Regions from separate parts of the Bos taurus genome. Here region 1 is linked to region 2. The links are chromatin contacts, called in public Hi-C maps. All regions are on one chromosome and are shown on one strand. The core of a region is the stretch at or near the end of the contact, and the rest is flanking DNA. Distances in the headings are between cores, read along the strand shown. Region 1 has its middle 44 kb from the start of TMEM201. Region 2 overlaps CTNNBIP1 (catenin beta interacting protein 1).

What was found. Hi-C and Micro-C count contacts between places; a contact is called where the count stands out from the background.
Region 1: a Hi-C map of skeletal muscle shows a contact between it and region 2, with 4 times the contacts expected there. The contact joins two enhancer-like sites. A contact is called at or near these places in 3 of 11 Hi-C or Micro-C datasets (liver, skeletal muscle and an unstated tissue).

What each region holds. Positions count from the first base shown.
Region 1 is chr16:43,864,298-43,870,732 of ARS-UCD2.0, reverse strand. No RefSeq gene overlaps it. Among named protein-coding and RNA genes, the nearest start is that of TMEM201, 44 kb to the left of the region's middle. Within about 2 kb of position 4,337, at least 11 of the 102 cell types and tissues checked have an H3K27ac peak or open chromatin away from gene starts, as enhancers often do. A contact at or near this core is called in skeletal muscle, where this site is marked.
Region 2 is chr16:43,670,556-43,676,642 of ARS-UCD2.0, reverse strand. CTNNBIP1 (catenin beta interacting protein 1) reads right to left here. Exons shown (of 4, transcript NM_001037142.1): 4 at 1,503-1,843. The coding sequence ends at 1,785. Among named protein-coding and RNA genes, the nearest start is that of CTNNBIP1, 17 kb to the right of the region's middle. Within about 2 kb of position 3,257, at least 28 of the 102 cell types and tissues checked have an H3K27ac peak or open chromatin away from gene starts, as enhancers often do. A contact at or near this core is called in skeletal muscle, where this site is marked.

The DNA.
Region 1 (6,435 bases), core at 3,088-5,587, 190 kb before region 2:
TGGAGGGGACTGCCACAGGCCCAAGTGGAGAGGCCACCAGGCTGCTGGGGACCCAGCCAGGAAGGAGCCTGGGAGCAAAGTCCAGGAACAAGGTGCAGCCGGCACCCCTAGGCCCAGGAGCTGAGCTTCTGGGAGAAGGTGCTGGGAGGAGGGAAGAGCTGAGCTGCCAGCGCCAAGCTAAACAGGAGAAGCACCTCTGGAATAACCTGCCACCTGCATACAGGAATTAAGAAAAGAACAGGAAGTTTGTTGCAATATACAAAGTATTTTCAGCAAAATAAGCTTCTCGACACAATATCTACCCCAAACCACCAGTAGCCCAAACACAGCAACACAAGCGTTGCTCATTTCCCCATCCCTGGAGGGAGCTAGGCAGAAAGGAGAGTGAATGCCGAGTCCTGGAATCCACTGGCTTGGCGCGGTGAGCGCAGTGGAACACGGCTGGGACAGAGGTGCCTTTACCTCACACTACCACCAGGTGGCGCCCGTGATATCCTGGAGTTCAAACGAGAGGCCGCGTAGGAGAAGGAGGCCCAGCGGCCGGAAAGCTCCGCCCCCGGCTCCACTTCAACTTCTTTGTAGAGGTGCAGCCTCGCATCCCATCGAGCCCTTCTGCGGGGGTGGAAGAGGCACTAGGTGTGTGCGTGCGTGCGTGTGCAATATGTGTACATCCAAAGCTTGTGTGTGTGTGTGTGTGTGCGCGCAGTGTATGCTGGTGTGTATGCAGTGTGTGCTGCAGTGTGTGTGCAGTGTGTGCTGCTGTGTGTGTGTGTGTGTGTGCAGTGTATGTACATCCAAAGCTGGTGTGTGTGTGTGCGTGCATGTGTGTACATCCAAGCCTGGCCCTAAACCCAGGGAGGTGGGCAAGCCCTCCGCACGGTCTGAGAGCACAGCTTCCAAGAGACCTAGGTTCAAATCCCTCATCAGCCCCTTCGTGCTGCCCACGGCTGCCCGTCTCTCTGCCTCAGTTTTCTCACTGGTTAAATGGGAGTATAATGCTCACTTAGGGGATTGTTGTGACGATTAAAGGAGATGATGGTAATACATGTCTTTTCAGCTCTCCCTAAGGGCCGGCGTTGTTCTAAGCATTTTCTTGTACCAGCAGGTCCTCACAGCGCCCTCTTAGACGGGAGGGGCTGGGGACCAGAGGCCCGGGCTCCTGCACAGAGGAAAGGAGGGGGGGATGCTGCTGGGGGATGCTGCTACCCGCAGGGGTCAGCGAGAGGAGGGACGCCTTGACGCTGAGGCAGGAGCCCCTCTCGCCTGCAGCCCACGGGGAGAGCACTGGGCCCTGTGGTCTCACAGCCCAGACGTTTCTGGGAAGGGCGCCCTATCTCCGGGAGGTCGCCCGGTGGCAGCGGCGGCACACAAAGGCCACAGCACGACACCGTAGTTTCCACCTCAGGGGACTGCAGGGCAGCAGCACCTTGCACAGGGGCGGAACAGCTCTGTGGAATGTTGGGGAGAAGGGGTGCCCACCGACAGCTGGAGGTAGAGGGGGTGACCAGAAAGCAGGTGCGTGTGGCAAGTGGGGCTGAAGCCCGTGGGTCAAGATCTGGGGGCAGACCTGGGCAGGAAGAGACTTAGGGTGGGAACTCCGTGGGGAGGTCCCCAGAAGCCCCAGGTTGCAGTCCAGGGTCTGTCCCAGGATGGGGCAGACAGAGTGAGACAGGCTTCATGATCCCCGGGTCGGGGAGAGCAGGGGTCCAAGTGAGAGCTTGGGCTTGGGTGGAGAGCGGCCTTTGTGGGGTAAACCTCCCCCTGCCATCACCTTGCTGCACTCAGGCCACCTCAAGTCCTGCTTCTTTCCCCTGGGCCCCATTTGGATGTTGCTTCTCAGACACGGACACATAGAGAGAATTGGGGCTCCCTGAGTTCCAGGCCTGGGAGGGAAAGTGGCTTCTGAACTCAGCTGGAGTTCTGAGTCCTTTGGATAGTCGGCCAGTTGAGGTCGTAAACACCTGATTTAGTATTTGGGGAGCCTCACTCAGAGGCCGTTATTCCAGTGCCTCCCCCCACCCGACACCCCGTCTGGGGCTCGCCTCTGCTCTTCTCCTGCTCCTTCCATCTCACACATTCCAGGAACCAGGCCCTCAGCTGCCGGCCCTGCTCCCTGTCTTCCCACCAGCTCAGATGTGCTCAGATGCAGGAGCCAGAAACAGCCCTCCCCCACCACACACACCCTCCCCTCACCCACTGAGAGCTCACAGGCCCAGAACGAAAACACACCACAAATAGAAATCAAAGCCTGAGAAAGAATCAAGGAGCCATGACCCAGCCGTGGGAAAGGCTGTGTGGCCTCGGTCAAGTCACTTAACCTCTCTGGGTTTATTTCCTCATCTGTAAGATGGGGTAAAGGTACCAACGTTGAGGAGTTGTCCTGAGTAGGTGAGAAAAGATGTGAAGTGCAGGATGCAGGTGTGAAGTTTGACCTAGGAATGAAGCCCCTCACGCACAAAGGGTCCTTACCAGATTGTCTCCTCACCCCCACCTCCGCCAACGACGCCTGGGCTGGGGCTGCCCCTCACCATTTTCCTGTAAGGCCGCGGGTGGCAGGGGGCTGCCACAGTCTCCGCTGGGGTAGAGCTTCTGCAGCCGAGCTCTCCGGCTCCACTTCCTGTTTTTCTCCCCAACGAATTTTGCACCATTGCTCTTTCATCAGGCCGTGCTGGGGGGTGGTGGGTGAAGGCGGAGGCCTGCTGGGAAGGCGAACTGGGGAAGCAGGAAAGAGGAGTGTACTGTGTGCCGTGTGCCCTGCCTCCCAGCTGCGAGATCTGGACTCTGTGGGCTCCAACTAGCCTGCTAGGGGCTGGGAGGCTGGTTGAGGGGGAGGCTAGGAGGCTGCCTGATAAAAGGAGGAGGGGGTAATATGTTCTCACTCTCAATCAGGAAGCAGCGTTCCTATGCTTGGGGCAGGCCTGAGGGATGGACTGATCCAGACTGCAGCCACACCTCTGCTGATACGAGGGGCGGAGGGGCCACTCCGAAAGGTGGCCCAGCCTCCCTGCCTCCCTGATGTTCTCTGAACATCAGGTTTCAGTGTCACTGGGTTTGACGACCCTGCTGGGAAGAAATGAAAGGGCTGTTTCCACACTGGCGGAGACCAGGAGGACCTCTGTCCTTGTTCTCCCTTGCCCGCAGGCCCCTGACCATTTTCCTGGGCAAAGCCTGACTTGTCCAGCCATGACTGTGTCATTCATTCATTCAGCATTTCTACAGACTCACTTGCTTGACACGGAGTTCGCAGCCAGGGAGTCAGGCCACATCCGTACAAAGTCCCTGCTCCCAGGGAGCAGCTGAGTATGCAGGCGGTCACCCAAGTCTGCAGTGGGAATGGCATAGCCTGGAATAGACTGGGGGTTCCCTCTGAGTGAGGGAGCCAGCCAGGTAACACCTGTGCTGAATAGTCAAGCAAATAAAGTGGTGGGGAGGGACAGAAAGAGGAGTGGGGAAGGGCACTCCAGGCAGAAGGAAAAGCATGAGCAAAGGCCCAGAGTCAGAGAGCAAGCCTGGGGTATCCTGGAGCTTCAAGTCACAGTTCAGGGTGCCACGTGGAGGATGGCCCGCAACCCTGGGGGTCAGCTGGTTGACTCTGATTTTCTGATGACTTCCTTGCTCTTGATTGAAGGCAAAAGGAGAAGAGGGCAGCAGAGGATGTGATGGTTAGATAGCATCACCGACTCAATGAACATGAATCTGAGTAAATCTGGGAGATAGTGAAAGACAGGGATGTCCGGTGTGCTGCAGTCCATGGCGTCACAAAGAGTCAGACATGACTCAGCAACTGAACAACAATCTTGTTCTTGAACCTCAACCTCACCTGATACCCAGTATAGGTCACTTTCCCACCACACATAGGTTTCCGAGAATCAGAAATCAGCCCTGTCAGCTGAAGGAAGAACGAGGACTCCGTGGCAAGGGTATAGTGTGTACACATGGAACCCAGAGACACAGCCCAGCTTTGAGGTCCCAGAACCAAACACCCCTGGACACTCTCTCGGCACTGTTGGCTGGTCCCCACTGACCCACCTGCAGCACTGAATGAATCAGATGAATGAACGATACAATCACAGCTGGACAAGTCAGGCTTTACCCAAGAGAATGGTCAGGGGCCTGTGGGCAAGAGAGAGAAAGGACAGAGGTCCTGCTGGTTCCCAGTGTGGGGCCCTGGATCCCTTGCCCCAGATAGAACTGTTTTCAGGTCCCAAGCCCATCCTCCCAGAAAGGAGTTGACTATTCACTTTTGAATCAGCCCTCTAACCCAGAGGACTATGGCTAGTGGTCAGGCTCCTGTGCCAAGCTGCCTGTCCCCGTGACCACATGAGAGAGGGTGACCAGAAAAGGGGAACAGATGGACTGTCTGTCCTGCCCCGCCCCTACACCCTTTGCTGTTCTCCAGTGTCTTTCCCAAGGCATCTCCAGTTACACTTGCTTAACCTGACACCGCAACCTTAACCACAGATGCCTCACCCTTGTGCAGCAACCCAAATCTTTCAAACCACCGTGCCCTAGGCTTCGTCCCTAGCTGATCCCCACCCCGTCTGTGTTCTTCTTACTTTCTCTTTAATCTTTTGGCTAAGCCATACAGCATGTGGACTCTTAGTTTCCCCACCAGGGATCGAACCCGTGTCCCCTGCACTGGAAGCACAGAGTCTTAACCCCTGGACCACCAGGGAAGTCCCCCACCCCCTCTATTTCTGTTGAATCTCCTCTATGGTGGCTCCTCAGGATCCCCCTCAATCAATAGACTAAATGATTAATTTATTTTTTTTTAATTTAAATTTATTTATTTTAATTAGAGGCTAATTACTTTACAATATTATATTGGTTTTGCCATACATCAGCATGAATCCACCATGGGTGTACACGTGTTCCTAATCCTGAACCCCCCTCCCACCTCCCTCCCCATACCGTCCCTCTGGGTCATCCCAGTGCACCAGCCCCAATAAATGATCAATTTAACCTACCCTACCGTACTTGATCTAAAGAAGGCTGATTGCTGAAGAACTGGTGCTTTCAAACTGTGGTGCTGGAGAAGACTCTTGAGAGTCCCTTGGACAGCAAGAAGATCAAATCAGTCCATTCTAAAGGAAATGAACCCTGAATATTCATTGGAAGGACTGATGCTGAAGCTCCAGCACTTTGGCCACCTGATGCAAACAGCTGACTCATTGGAAAAGATCCTGATGCTGGGGAAGACTGAAGGCAGAAGGAGAAGGGGGCAGCAGAGGACGAGATGGTTGGATGGCATCACTGATTCAGTGGACACGAACTTGGGCAAACTCCGGGAGATGGTGAGGCTCAGAGAGGCCTGGCGTGCTGCAGTTCATGGGGTCACAAAGAGTCGGACATGACTTGGTTACTGAACAACAACTGTACTTGATCTACAGATCAAAAAAAGGCAGCACCGTACAGAGCACACAAAACAGCCTTCTAGATGAGCAGAGTGAATGAAGTTTTAGGAGCAAGCTATCATGTGGGGTTTGCTTGGCTGGTTAACTTCCTTGGCCCCCTTGTTGGCAAAGGTGGCTGCCCCAGGTTCTGTCCACTGGGAGGAGATCCCTTGTCTAGAGTTTTTCAGTCCTGACCTTGTGAGGTTCTTGGGAAGACTTTTTGTTTTCTTTCTTTCTTTTTTTCATTTTTGCCACACAATGCAGCATGTGGAATCTTAGTTCCCTGACCAGGGATTGAACCCTCAACTCTGGCATTGGAAACACAGAGTCTTAACCACTGGACCACCAGAGAAGGCTCTTTCTAGGAGGGGATGCATGGACATTCCAGTGGTTCAGTGGTTAAGATCTGTGCTTCCACTGCAGGGGGCATGGGTTCAATCCCTGGTCAGGGAGCTAAGATCCTGCGTGCTGCACAGAAAAAAAAAAGAAGAAGTAGAAAAGAAAATTAGAAAAGGATGCAGCTGCCCCATCAGGCGGCTTCTTGTTGGTACCAGTACTTGAGCCTAGGAATTGCCCAGAGTTTAAGACATCACAAGCCCCAACTTCCAGGCTTCAGGGTTTCCTGGAGTGTCAACCCTCATGAAACCTGAGGTGGTGGCCTGTCAATTTTATTGTGGGTCATGTCATCTACCAACATCCAATTCCATGAAATCCTCCTGTCCAGCTCAATGCTCGGCCTTAGGCTAGACTGTGCCCCAGGGCTGGGGTTTCTCAGCAACAAGCAGGGTGGCAAGCTTCTTCTTTCAACCTAAAGATGAGAAGGGGAATCATCATCTGACTTAGGATGGAAGGAAGATTTCTTTCTCTAAATATTCTTGTCAGCTTCCCTGGGGGCTCAGTGATTAAGAATCCACCTGCCAACGCAGGAGACAGAGTTTCAAGCCCTGGTATGGGAAGATCCCACATGCCGCAGAGCAACTAAGCCTCTGCACCACAGCTACTGAGCCCACGTGCCACAACTACTGAAGCCCGAGCGCCTAGA
Region 2 (6,087 bases), core at 2,008-4,507:
GCATGAATAGCCATGGGGCTCCCCAGCTTGGGCCCTAGACATGCAAGCGTTCGGTTCCCATGCTCCATGACCACCCTGAGAAGGGGAAATTTGGCTCTGAGTGTCTTCTCCTGGCTCTGGGTTCTTGGGGCAAGAAGCAGGCCTCAGCTGTCTATGCCCTCCAGGGGTGGGGGTGTGGGGGGCATGGGTGGAGACTTCCCCTCCCCAGGCCCGCATCCTTCTCAATTCCTCACCCACATTCCCCTCCAGTGAGAGATGCAGGAAGCAGGACGGCCGCCTTCAGGGGAGGAGGAGGGCAGCTGGGAAGACCTGGGGTTCCTGCAGCCCTTCAAAGACCTTTCAGTGCTCTGTAGTGTGTTTCTGGGGGCCGGCGTGGAGGGCCAGCCTGGTGGGACTTGTTCAGTGAAGGCCCAGCAGACTGTCCCAGCAAGCACTTTATAAACAATGACACTGTCCCCTGTCCCTTCCAAGCTGCCATGTGGGAGAGTCTTCTGAAGTGAAGGGTGCAGCCTCAGATGAGAGGCCTCTGGGGGCTGATCAGGACCCACTGGCAGCACACACTGAGGGAGGAGCCTGGGGGCGAAGGTGGTGGTGGTGGAGTGGTTGGAGCCAAAGGCCTCCTGGGCCTTGTAAGCCAACCTGAGACCTTGGTGTGGGTTCTGGGTTCCCGGGCAGAGACCTCTGCTACGTTTTGAGTCTTAGAGCTGAGAGCAGCTCCTGCCCGATGAGATCTCAGGAAGTTGGCTACAGAGGGAATGATGACTGAAGAAGGGAAAGAGGCACCCTGCCCAGAGGGCAGGCTGGAGAGGCCCGGACGGTGCAAGTGAGCAATTCCATTCTCACCGAGGGAGGCTGGCTGGTTGCCAACTTGCAGAAGTGATCCTGGTGAATGGTCTCCTCTAGGCTCTGGGCTGCTCATTCAGGACAACCTTGGGGGCTCTGTTTTCCAGCTGTGGATCCTGCTTGGGGTCCTGAGCGGGGAGGTCCCCTTGCTGATGAAGCCAGGTGTGCTCATTAATGCAAATGCACTCTCCAGGTGGACCTCCCCCACCACCCCACTGGAGAGGGCCTACCCACCACAAGTCGGGTGGGTGGCCCATGGTGACAGAAGTCACGGGTGAGCCAATGGAAAACGAAACACGTCTAAACCAGTGGAAGGCAAACACAAAACACGTGAAAACAGCAGCAGGCTCTTTGTGTAATAAATATTGCAAAGCGCACTTGGTTTCTTTCTTTCTTTTTTTCAAGTCAAATATAACAACCAATGTCCCAAACCCTGTTTTCGACATTCAAAAGAGGAGCTGTTGTGATCAGCATAATACCTGCAGCCAATCAAAGAAAAAAAAAGGTTCCCATTAGCCAGCCAATCAAATCCTTTTCCAGTTTAAGCCGCCAATCGGACCTCCTCATGTTCCTAAAGAGTGACCCAAATAAAGCACCAGAGCTCGGAGAGCTTCCTGGGAAGCCATACACCCGAGGCGCAAATTTTTTTTTCTTTTTTTAAAATAAGAGTCAGAAAATAAAAATAAAAAGGTTTCCATTGGTCAAGATTTAAAAATAAAAAGGTTTCTTCCTGCAGCCAATCTTGAGTCCGTCCCTTTAAGCCAATCGTGACCGCACCACTGGTGTCTCCCCCGAGGATGCTGAGTGGCCGTGGGGCGGGGCAGAGTGGGGTGGGGTGGGGGGCTAGGGGGAGGGGAGATGACCCTCTGCCACTCAGCGGTGAGGTCCACACAGATCCCCTGGCCTTGGCCAGCTTCCAGGGTGTTCCACGGGGGTTGAAGCTACTGCCTCCGGTCCTCCGTCTCCGACCTGGAAAACGCCATCACTACGTCCTCCGCACCTGCAGACCATAGGGAGAGAACCGCTGCTGGATCTGGCACTGGGCTGCGGCCCCCATGCGGTGTCAGTCCTCGAAGGAGGGGTGCTTTCTAAGAACAAAGTGCTTCTTGGGAAACCCACTACCCCTCCTGAGCCTCCCCTACAGCCTGGCCAGGATTCGCCAGCAACCCAGCTGCAGGGCCTCTTGCGGCAGGTTGCCAGGGTGAAGCTCAGAGGCTCACTCTAGGCTATACCTCCAAGAGCCGGGAGCAGGACAAGAACCCAGGCTGCTGTCCTGAGCAGGGCTCTCTCTGCCGGTGACCCTTGGTCCAAGGTCACCAAAGCCAGGGGCCCTTGGGAAACGCCCTCTTCCTTCTTAAGACTCTCGTCTCCATCCCTTTGGAGGATCTCCCTCCTGATTTCTAGCAGTCATTTCTTTGTCCAAACCCCATCACCTACTCAGAGGAGCACAGCCAGGCCCACTTCCAGCCCGGCTCCTACAGAGACAGATAATGGCCATAATCTTTCTGTTGCTATTTTTCATGGTAGATTTGAGGATTCTGGTCCAGGGTCTCATGAAACCACTTCCTTTGTCTTGTTTTCCCTGAGACAGGCTCTGACTTGTAGCCAGAAAAGGCAGGAGGGAGGAGGGGGAGTCTGGAATGCAGACCTGCCTCCCCCGGAGCTGCTGGGAAGAAGGCTGAGCACAGGCCCTGTGGGGCAGGTGAGGTCACCTGCAGGTCCCGCTCTGCCTCCCCTGCCTGGGTCCTGCCACGTCTCACCCCTTTTTTCTAAACCTAGGTTCTTGGTCATGCCCTGAACATTAAAGAGCAGTCAGTTTTGTTCGGCTGGAGGAATTCTCCCTGGGAGGGAAGGGTTGGAACAGCAACACAGTGGGTGTGGGGCCACTGAGCGGGAGGTAGTGGGGTGGGTGGGGGGAGCGATGCCTGGTGGAGCTGCTGGCATGGGAAACCGGAGAGAGGGCAGGACTCCACCACCGCCTGCCCCCCAGGGCATGGCGTGGGCCAGCTCCTTCCACGCCACAGGGAGTTGCCACTTCCCAAGGCAGCTTCTTCGTGCCTCCTTCCTAACTGTCCTGCCGGGAGGAGCAGAGGAGGTGCCCAGCGCTGGTGCTGCAGGAGGAGGGCCCCTCCAGAAGGATGTCACATGACAGACAAGTGCCTGCAGTTTGGCACCAGAGCACCAAGGTGCCACTGCCAAGGGGAGTCACCCTGCCGCACAACCCCACCTGACTTGACGGTCTGCTGCTACCAGCACAACCTCTATTCCCGCCAAGGGGAACAAGCTTCTAGAAAGAAGCTTGGGTCATCCAACTTCTCCGGGCTCCTATGCTTGGGAAGCCCTAGCAATCCTTCCCCTGTCTTCTTGAGAACATTCTGTACTCGCCTCGCTCCTCGGACCACGCAGTATCACTGCGGGCAGAATTTTCCTAGCAACCACAGGATCCAAGATTACATCATACCCTGCATGGCAGCTGAGCCGGTTACCTAACAGATGCTGGCTTTTCCCGAGTGCCGACTCTCCAGCTCGCTAAGCAGGAGGGGCTGGAGGGAGACCGTGAAAGGGGAGTTGTCAGCAAAGAGGCAATGCACAGTGGCAGCCCACTCACTGCTTTCCTGGCCTGTCCCGTGGGCTTGCTTGCAGGGACCTTGGGCCTCTGTGCTGAGCTGCAGGCACAAAAATAGCACCGGCCACCCTAGTAGGGAAGAGTGAGTCTGCAGAGGGAATGGCCATCGGTTCCTTGGAGGAGCCCAGACGCAGGGGCTGCAGGATGAGTGTACCTGGGCTGCACTCTAAGAGGTGGAGAAAGAAGTCACCTCCTCAAGGTCACTGAGGGACTCCAGCAACTCCCTAACAAGACCTCTGCGCCAGGGCTGCTCCGCCAGCTGGTCAGCCCATCCCTGGCTGGGGCGGAGAGGGCTGGGGACCTGCGGCTCCTGTTTATAGGGCCTCCCACTCTGCTGCTGGAGCCAGTGCATGAAGGGCCCACAGAGCCACTGCCCACCCCGGCTCTGTTCTGTTCCTAAAGGACTCACTGTTTTCCAGGGCTCACCACCAGGGATCTACTTTCCTTTGGGGACCCAGAGCGAGACAGGCTCTTCCAGAGCCTCCTCTGACCTTTCTTACACTGGTTGGCCTGGCATTTGTCACTCAACAAGGGCCTGACCCTGCGGGCTGTGAGGCGAGGATACGGCCCTTCCCCTTCCTCCAAGGAATTGGGGCCGATCACCCAGTGGAGAGTGAGCTGCTTAGTTCATTTTTATGATTCAAGTTCTTAGAACTTTAGAGCCAGGAGGGATCTCCAAAGTTGACCCTCATGAGCCCTCCTTCTCCTTTGAGGCCAGAATGTGGGGCCTTCCTTAGAGGATCTGTCTGTCCTGGAAATGCAGGGCTCACAACAGGAAGATACTAGAGAAGCCAGCAGGCCCAGCTCACTGCCTCTGGGCCATCAGCTAGGTTTACCATCTCATTTTATAGACGAGGCTGGTACACCCCATTGGTACTTTTTGCTGACCCTGTCTGGACGTGGGCTCAGAGCTTCTATTTGTCCTTTCCCACCAGATGCAGTGTGTAAAGGAGGGGAGAAGCTGATCGGTCTCTCCTGTTCCACCATACTCTCTGACCCATTAAAAGATAAAGCCAAAACCAGATGAAGACATCCCAAGGTAAGAGAACTACAGACCAGTATCTCTTATGAATACACATATTCATAACACCTATGGTATGCAAGAACACTCACAAAATACTAGCAAGCAACATATAAAAAGGATTATATACTCTGACCAAGTGACATTTATCCCAGGAATGCAAGGTTGGTTTAATACCCCAATATCACTTAATGTAATAACTCCTATCAATAGAAAAAAGAACAAAAACTATATAATCATTCGAATAGACACAGAAAACACATCTGACAAAATTCAACACCGTTTCATGATAAAAAAAACACCCAACACACTAGGAATAAAAGGGAACTTCTTCAACCAGATAAAGGGCATCTACTAAAAACCCATAGCTCTTATCATACTTAATGGTGAAAGATTGAAAGCTCTCCCCTTTCAAGATTAGGAACAAGTAGACAAAATCCATGCTTACTACTTCTATTCAATACTACGTTTAAGATTCTATCCAGGGCAATTTGACAAGAAAAAGAAATAAAAGGCATCCAAATTGCAAAGAAAGAAGTAAAACTGTATTTGCAGAGGATATGGATCTCACATATAGGAAATCCTAAGGAATCCACTGAAAGACTACTAGAACTAATAAATAAGTTAAAGTTGCAGGATATAAGGTCAGTATACCAAAAATCATTTGTATTTCTATAAACTAGGGATGAATAATCTGAAAATGAAATTAAGAAAATAATTTCATTTACAGTAGCAGCAAAAATAATAAAATCCTTAGGAATAAATTTAACAAATGGAGTACAAAATTTGAACTCTAAAAAGAACAAAACACCAATGTCTAAAACATTGCTAAGGACTTCTCTGGTGGTACAGTGGATAAGAATCTGCCTGCCAATGCAGGGAACATGGGTTCGATCCCTGGTCTGGGAAGATCCCACATGCTTTGGAGCAACTATGCCTGTGCACCTCTACTACCAAGCTCCAGAGCCTGAGAAGTGCAACTACTGAGCCCAAGTGCTGCAACTACTCAAGGCTGCATGCCCAGGGCCCGTGCTCTCCAACAAGAGAAGCCACTGCTCATCAAAACTAGAGAGAGCTTGCACACAGCAACCAAGACCCAGTGCAACCAAAAATAAATTAAAAAAAAAAAACATTGCTGGACGAAATTCAACACAATTTCTATCAAACCCCAGCTGCCTTTCTTGCAGAAACTGGCAACCTACTCCTAAAATTCATATGGGAATGCAAAGCATCCAGAATAGCCAAAATAATCTTGAGAAAAAAGAACAAGGTTGGACCCACACTTTTGAATTTTAAAACTTACTACAAAGCTACAGTAAACAAGTCTGGGTAGAACTGGAACAGATCAAGGGAACAGAATTGAGAATCCAGAAATAAACCCTTCCATAAACCACTAATTAAATTTTGTCAATTAAATTTTGACAAAGGTGCCAAGGGTTCAATTTGAAAGAATTGAACAAATGGTGCTGAGACAATTGGATATGCTGCTGCTGCTAAGTCGCTTCAGTCGTGTCCGACTCTGTGCGACCCCATAGGTGGCAGCCCAACAGGCTCCCCCATTTCTGAGATTCTCTAGGCAAGAACACTGGAGTGGGTT